Regions from separate parts of the Sus scrofa genome. Here region 2 is linked to region 1. The links are chromatin contacts, called in public promoter capture Hi-C maps. All regions are on one chromosome and are shown on one strand. Each heading gives the region's core, a stretch centred on a gene start, on an enhancer-like site or on the middle of the called end of the contact. The rest is flanking DNA. Distances are from core to core; before and after follow the strand shown. Region 1 holds the start of SNX12 (sorting nexin-12). Region 2 holds the start of TAF1 (transcription initiation factor TFIID subunit 1).

Region 1 (4,089 bases), core at 1,004-3,503:
TCAGATCAACCTGCATTCAAATCCCAGCCCTGCCACTTATTAGTTATGTGTACTTGGGCAAGTTAAACTGCATTCTTCCTGAGCTTCCTATCTGTAAAAAGGGTGTTTTTGTAAGAATTTGAAAACTAAAACTTGGAGTTTCCATCGTGCCTCAGTGGAAACAAATCTAACTAGCATCCATGAGGACACAGATTCCCCGGCCTTGCTAAATGAGTTAAGGATCCAGCGTTGCTGTGAGCTGTGGTGTAGGTCACAGACGCGGTTTGGATCTGGCGTGGCTATGGCTGTGGCACAGGCCAGCAGCAACAGCTCCGATTAGACCCCAAGCCTGGGAACCTCCATATGCCTCGGGTGCAGCCCTAAAAAGATAGAAAAAAAAAAAAAAAAACTAAAACGTAATTCAGTGCCTGGCTCACAGTAGGCACCAGATGAACAGTCCCTGCAGTTATTACTAGTCTGAAGAAGAGAACAATTCCGTTCATAATCCCTATGGTTCTTGGGTTATACATCAAGACAATGTCTTCAAAACCCTACAGCAGAGTTCTTAAAATGAACAAGTTACGCCCAGGCTTCCTCAGGTAATTAGGTTCTCTACCACTAACAATTCCCAGCTTTTATCATATTTTGAGGGATCTACCTCCCATTCTTCCCCAGAGAGATGATTTCGAACAGTCCTGATATAGAGAAGTTTTTCTCATTTTTTGCTATCAGCGTTTCTTCAGTTTGGACTTCTCCAAACTTGAATTTGGAGATGATCATTTCTCAATTTGATTTCAAAAACCCAGATGGGAGAGCACACTCTCTCATTCAATTCATTCAATCAAAAATGAAAGCACATACACTCTTTTAGGTCTTCAAATGCTGTTTGAGCAGCATGCTGTCCATAGAGAATATTCTGGCCCTCTAGTCTGAGAAGAAAACATAAGGAAAATTAGAAAACGGCTCTCAAACTTTTTGCCTGTAACCACTTCAATGGGGCCAAAGAACCTGCAAACCATGTACTCTGCACATTCCACCCTAGCGTTGTGGACTAAGAACTAGAGAATAAAGTCCTCTGTAGTGCACACTGGAAGAAGCCATTCCTGGGGCAGTCTTGAAATGTCAGATGTTAAAGTTAAATACAGACCAGGGATTAATATAATGAATCCAAAAGGTTAACCTAGAGCAGAAAGGGCAAACGGCCATTTATATACAGAAAACCCAAATGAGAGCCAGTAAATATTGAAATAAACATTCTGGATACTTCAAATCTAAAGGGTCAGCACAGGATGAGGGCAGCAACTAACAAGCCACCAATCTGAGTGCAAGGTCAGGTTTTCCAGTGAGCATGTAGTACCTGAGAAAACTTAAGCATAAAACACTTCTCTCCTTCAGATGTTAATTCTACGCAAGTCTGGGAAGCACTCAGTCCAAGGGGACTCTCCTAGAAGAGTCTCTCCACCAAGCCCACTGTCTTCCTTTCCTGGTGTCTCTCTTCCCTTTAATCCAGGCTCTGCTTAACGCCATCATCCAGGGAGACCTCATTAGGAGGAAGCCAGGCCTTCCGGTTCCCCCTCTTCAGGTTGACTTCCCACAACCTAGTTTAGTAATGGGACCCCCGCCTTGGCTTGCCATCACCAGCTCTTTTCCACTCTTCCTTAACCCCTTGTGTTGCTACAGTTCTGATCCCTATTTCCTTGAATATATCACTCTAATCCTCTCCATCCTCCCTACCGCCTTCAGTCATGCTTCATTTCTTGCTCATGGCTACTTGCTTTCCCTCAAGCCAGTCTGATGTCCCCCTCAGGAGTTTTCTGTATCCTCGGGCCACAACCGAATGTGCAGACCTCTCTGCAAACCTGTAACACCCCAACCCCCAAATGACCCCTCAAGTGCCTTCTCCACCATTAGCCGTCCCTATGGCAGCCTCCTCCCCGCCCAGCCGCCCGGTCCTCCCTCAGCTGTCTCCCTCACCCCGTGACTCACCCGCATGCGAACCTCATAGGTGGTGAAGCGCGCCCGGCCCACGCCCACCGTCTGTGGATTAAAGATGTCGATCTCCAGGAAGTTACTTGGCGGCCCGTAAGCGTCGGTCAGGTCCTGCGGCTTCGAGTTAAGGCGCCGAGTGTCAGCTACTGCCGTGTCCGACATCTTTCCGAAGGAGAAACCGGGACCGGGGAAGGGGGGGTGGGGGACAGAAGCCGGAGGCAGGAGCGCGCACGGCCCCTCCCGCTTGCAAAATAACCAGCCAACCTACTGACGGCGGCACCGCGTACGCGCGCCCACGCACGCACGCACGCACGCGCACGCTGCCGCTGCCCGGGGCCGGGCACTCTGAATAGCGGCCATGAGGTCGTTTGGAAGTGCTGTCGGAGGAGGCCTCATTCAGACTTCCGGGCGGTGTTACTGGCCGCCCCGGAACCTGCATTTCCAATACGCACACCCCTAGTGTCCTGGGAAGCACTATAGGCGAGATCCGCCAATCGCTGCTCCTCAGCCCAAGAAATTGTCTTACACCATGCGTCAATCTGCAGTGGGCACTGCCCCGCAAGCTTGGATTCTGCAGTGATAGGCCGAAGCCCCGTGACCTGAATAAGTACCGGTTTTGCACGAAAGTAGAAGGGTGGTCTCCGGAGGGTGGGGTTCCGACAATAGTATTAAGAACCTAGAACGCAGCCCAGCCACTTGTGCTACTGATAGTTTCAATTCATTTCACACGCAATTGAGCCCTATTTATGGTGCCAAAAAAGCAGTGAGCATGAGGTCAAAAAAGACGATTTCTCATTCTCACTTCTTAGGAAAATTTGGGCATATCTTTATCCTCCACTTGTTGCCACATAAAAGCTAATTTCAAGTGTTCTCAGCAAACCAAGGGCATTTCTTTCAATACCTTCTATTTCTATTCTGCAAAACTCCACACTTGGCACTCTGAGGTTGCTTGCTTGCAGCCCGTAATGGAGATAGAATATGTGTCTTCATGAGAATATCTATAGAAATACTAGTATTTATATGACAAATTTACACATAGCCCATTTAAAGGGAGTAGCGCCCATATCAATAGTGCTAATTTTAGGTCATCCTTTCTCCTCTTTGCACCAGCACTCTTCTGCTCAAAAAAAAAAAAAAAAAATTCCCATGTCATTTATGCCTGAAATTCTTTCAACGGAGTACAAGGTCCTATAATTTCACAATTAAGTTATTTAATTCAATTTAACTGATATCTCCTAAGCAACTACTCATGTGTCAGGCACCGTGCTAAATACTAAAGACCTAGAGTTCAGTAAGAGTCCCTGCCCTCAAGGAGTTAACATTCTAGAAAGGGAGATAAGTGAATAAAACTATGATAATGTGACAAATACAAAATAAATGAATGTTCAAAGCAGTGCAGAGGACATGAATACTTGGAGGAGTTAGGGAAGGCTTCCTGGAGGAGGAACTATGTGAGTTTGACACACATGAAAAGATGTAAAAGACAACCAGGAGTAGAAATGGGGAAAGGTAATTTCTTGCAGAAGGAATAGCATATGCAAAGGCATCCAGCTAAGAAACAGCATGATATTTTAGGAAATTGTCATCAATTCAGGTTGTGTAATGGAAGTACTTAGAGAGGTAGGCTGGCTGGGGATGGGCAGAAGAGGATCCTTCTATTTAAAGCAAAGGATCTTTGACTTTATGATGAAGGCAATAGGGAGCCACAGAAAGATCTTCAACAGAAAAAAGACATGATCAGATTTGTGTTTTAGAAGGATTCTTTTGCAGGCAAGATGGAAAATGTAGTTGAGTTAAATGTGACCAATTATGAACGTACATATGGTAGCACATGGATCAGGTGGTGGGAATGGAGAAAAGGGAAAAGGCTGAGATCAAGGAAATAAAATAGGAGTTGTATTTGATTAGATATAGTGGTAATATAGTATAGAGCTTAAATATGTGGGCTATGGACTTAGGCTGCCTGAGTTTAAATCCTTGCTTAATAGCTGTATATCATTTTTTTAAGGGCCACACCCACGGCACGTGGAAGTCCCCTGGCTAGGGGTGTGGGATCCAAGCCACATCTGTGACATACACCACAGCTCAAGGCAACACTGAATCCTTAAATCACTGAGCAAG
Region 2 (4,089 bases), core at 671-3,170, 270 kb after region 1:
AGTAATGCAAAACCACATTTTGAGTCAAGAATGGCATCTTTATAGTATCTGAAGTCCCCTTCCACATTTCACAAGCATCTAGGTACATCTAATTGAACATCTGTATCTCTGCTTTTCCTCAAGCACAAGTGTCCAAGAGACAATATGAGATACATTAAAAAACGTATTCTATTTTTTGGCCATACTCACGGTACATAGAAGTTCCCAGGCCAGGGACTGCCACAAGAGAACTCTTCCATTTTGCTTTTTTGTCTTTTTGAGGGCCACGCCCTACATGCAGGTTTTTGTAGAGCTTTGTTATCTGGCCTAGAAATATAACTACTGTTAGAATATTCCACAGGACATCCATGCAGTGAAGTACTAAGCAGACATTAAAAAAAAGAATGAGGAAGAACCCTATGAAGTGGTACAGTGTGATTTCCAGGCTATATTATTAAGTGGAAAAAAACAAAACAAAACAAAAAGAATGTATAAATAGTATTCTAACTTTTTTTTTTCTTTTTAGGGCCACACCTGTGGCACATGGAAATCCCCAGGCTAGGGGTCCAACTGGAGTTGTAGCTGCCAGCCTACACCACAGCCACAGCCATGCAGGATTCAAGCCAAGTCAGTGACCTATGCCAAAGCTCATGGCAACACTGGGTCCTTAACCCACTGAGCGAGGCCAGGGGTCGAACTTGCATCCTCATGGATACTAGTAGGGTTCATAACCTGCTGAGCCACAATGGGGAACTCTAGGTGGTGTTAGCTTTGAATTGAAGGTGTTAGTATAAACTCATTCTTTTATTTTATTTTTTTTTTAGTTCTCTCCAATGAAAGGGCCTACAAGCAACGATGCCCCAGTTTCTAAGCACTATTCCCCACTAAAAAGAACCAGGGCCACTTGGAGAAATGGCTTATATCAGGTCTGCGACAGGGAATGCACAGAGTAAGTCTTGAACACCTTGTGCCAAAAAGCAAGGACGTGCTCAATAATAATAAGAGTAAGTCTTGAACACCTTGTGCCAAAAAGCAAGGACGTGCTCATATCAAAAGGACACAGGAGCCAGAGTGAAGTGGTTCCCAGTGGACAGTCAGAGCATCAAAGATAATAATGGTGCTAGACTGTAACACATTAAAATAAAAATGCAAGAAAAGAGGTAAGAAAAGGGAAAGTTCTCCTTTACTAAGTCCAGTTAATAAATGTAGAAGGAATTAATAATTAGCAAAATCACCCTTTTGCACTCTTCCAATAACTGATTCAGGCAAGGATCACCAACAGATGCTAAAACCTTTAGGTGTAAGGGCGATGGGGAATAGAATATATACACGATTTCAAAGTATCACCCCCTAGATTATGTACTAATTATAAGAGGAAAAATGTGCTATTGCGACAGAGAAATCTGGTGGACACCCTTTTTTGAAGTGATCAAATTCAGCATCAGCAACATTGGGACAACCTGACATTGTGCTTTCTGATGGCTGCCGGTAAGATATTTAACTTGAATCGCTTTAAAGAAAAAATTAGATGAATTCTTCCCAAAATGTAGTAGTATCATGCAACACAGAGAAAGAGGCTGAACCCTGAATGGATCCCGGACTGAAATGTAAAATGCTCCAATTAAGACAACTGAATAAATTTAAACATGGACTGTATGTTAAACGATATTGAATTAATGTTAAGTTCTTAAGATGTGCTAATAGTATTGTGGCTATGTAGAAAAAAGTATTTTTGGGGTGAAGACTTTCAAAAGGTTCGGGGAAACAAAAACTGGCAGTGTTTAAACTGAATCTAGGTGAAGGGTCGGCTATTTTATTCACCTTTTACTTTAACACCCCGAAAAAAAGGGGGTGTGTGTCAATTCAAAACAACCAACCTGCAAAGGTACCTTTGGCACAGTGACGAAGCGGTAAAGCAACTGATAGCAGAGATGAAAAGGACCCAACCCTTACTTCCATTTCCTGTGCCGTAGTGACGTGTAGTTACCGGGACGCAGACCATGTGACCCAGGTGACTCCTTCTGATTGGAGAAATAGCCGTCGCTCCCTCAGTGCGCAGACACGGAGCCTACGCAGAAAAGTGGATGGGGGCGGGACCAAGTATTTTCTTTGACCAACCGCTTTCCACGAATCCAGCGCGGATAGTCCAATCCAAAGCCGCTAGTAAAGTAGTGACACCAATTCTCCTTTCTCGTAGGACGGGCGGTCTTTCCGGTTCTTTTTTTCCTTTATGCCGCTTCCGGTGGGGGCTGGTAAGGTGTAGGAACTCTGCGAGTCACTTCTGGGCGACTCATTTTTATTTCCGGTCTATGGGACGAAGCTGCGATTTGCCGTTGCCTGTAGCAGCTGCCGGCACCGACGCCGCCATCATGTCGGACACAGACAGCGATGAAGATTCCGCTGGAGGCGGCCCATTTTCTTTAACCGGTTTCCTTTTCGGCAACATCAATGGAGCCGGGCAGCTGGAGGGGGAAAGCGTGTTGGACGATGTGAGGGGGTGGGAGAGGGAATAGGGCTGGAGGGTGGATCGGCTAGGGAATACGTGAAGTGAGGGGAGTTGAGGGTGCTTAGGACAGGAGACTAGAGGGCGCGCTCAACGTGCGAGAAAACCAGAGAAGCGGCTGCGCTGCTAGTGGGTTGTGTTGTAACCCAGAACTAGGGGGCTCGGTTCTGGACGAGGGTTGGGGCCAGAGAGGAGAACGATAGGCAAGACCTGGTACGTCAGCGACGCTGATATGGGTGACTTCCAAGCTAATTCTTCTTGACCAGGGAATAGGAAAAATAGCAGCTTAACCTAGTGATTGCTTTCAAACCATTGCCGTAAGAGCCTTGGCTATTTCTTGAAACTGTCTGCCTTTGTGACCTCACTGACTAGACGTGGCTCTAGAGCAAGAGGACTGATCTGCAACAAATCATGTGGTTCAGGCCCCAGTTCTTAACCATCCAGGGCAGACCCCTTCTGGTTCCAGGGCACTTCTTACATGGTTTTCCCACTGTTCGTTGAGGGTCCTGAAGTAGTTTCCTGTGGCCAGCGGACACTCACCTGTACTCATTTAAGTTCATTATTTCAAGGAGAAAATATTGACCAACAATATTCCTCCTTCCCTGCAATACAAATAAAAGATAGCAATAAAGTTCCTGCCTTTGCTTTCTCTTCGAAATGACCTCAGTTTCCTTAGCCTTTATTCAGAGAACTGCTGTTACATTCATTCAGTCTTGGTAGTGGTTCCTTGAATAATCTTTTTCTTTTCTTTTTTCTTTTTTTGTCTTTTGTTGTTGTTGTTTTGTTGTTGTTGTTGTTGCTATCTCTTGGGCCGCTTCCGCGGCATATGGAGGTTCCCAGGCTAGGGGTTGAATCGGAGCTGTAGCCACCGGCCTACACCAGAGCCACAGCAACGCGGGATCCGAGCCGCGTCTGCGACCTACACCACAACTCACAGCAACGCCGGATCTTTAACCCACTGAGCAAGGGCAGGGACCGAACCCGCGACCTCATGGTTCCTAGTCGGATTCGTTAACCACTGCGCCACGACGGGAACTCCGAATAATCTTTTTCTTACATTACTTTAAATGGTGGTGAAATTGGACATGATAATAAAGATCTGATCAATGTTGAGTTCAGTGGAAGATGTACTTTACAGTTCTCAAATGTGGTGCTCCCTTAGCACATCACTGAGTCATTTTATATATGGATTTATCACTTGTGGAGCTGAGAAATAAGCCTTATGGTGTGGGAAACATTTAGTTAATTGTCTTTGATTCTAGCGCTGTCCCTTTTTCAGGAGTGTAAGAAGCACTTGGCAGGCTTGGGGGCTTTGGGTCTGGGCAGCCTGATCACTGAACTCACAGCAAATGAAGAATTGACTGGGACTGATGGTGCCCTGGTAAATGATGAAGGTGAAGTCTGGGTTGTGTGGAGTAAGATGGGGGAGGAGGCTAGCCACTTACTGTTACGTGTACTTTTCAGCGGGAATTATCTAAGTGAGTGAGAGTTATTTGCTTTTTGTTTAGATCTTCCTCCTCCTTACTTTATAGGATGGATCAGGAGTACAGAAGATGCTGTGGACTATTCAGACATCAATGAGGTAGCAGAAGATGAAAGCCGAAGAT

What was found. Promoter capture Hi-C pulls out the DNA fragments that hold promoters and counts their contacts.
Region 2: a promoter capture Hi-C map of liver shows a contact between it and region 1, with 2.9 times the contacts expected there. The contact joins the promoter of TAF1 here to the promoter of SNX12 in region 1. A contact is called at or near these places in 1 of 5 promoter capture datasets (liver) and 1 of 47 Hi-C or Micro-C datasets (embryonic fibroblasts).

The regions. Positions count from the first base shown.
Region 1 is chrX:57,106,383-57,110,471 of Sscrofa11.1, forward strand. It overlaps SNX12 (sorting nexin-12), which reads right to left and starts at 2,254. Exons shown (of 4, transcript XM_001928070.5): 1 at 1,966-2,254. The coding sequence starts at 2,130.
Region 2 is chrX:57,380,291-57,384,379 of Sscrofa11.1, forward strand. TAF1 (transcription initiation factor TFIID subunit 1) reads left to right here and starts at 1,921. Exons shown (of 38, transcript XM_021079953.1): 1 at 1,921-2,468; 2 at 3,762-3,876; 3 at 4,015-4,089. The coding sequence starts at 2,064. LOC110257711 (a long non-coding RNA gene) reads right to left here and starts at 1,944. Exons shown (of 2, transcript XR_002340621.1): 1 at 1,857-1,944; 2 at 1-306.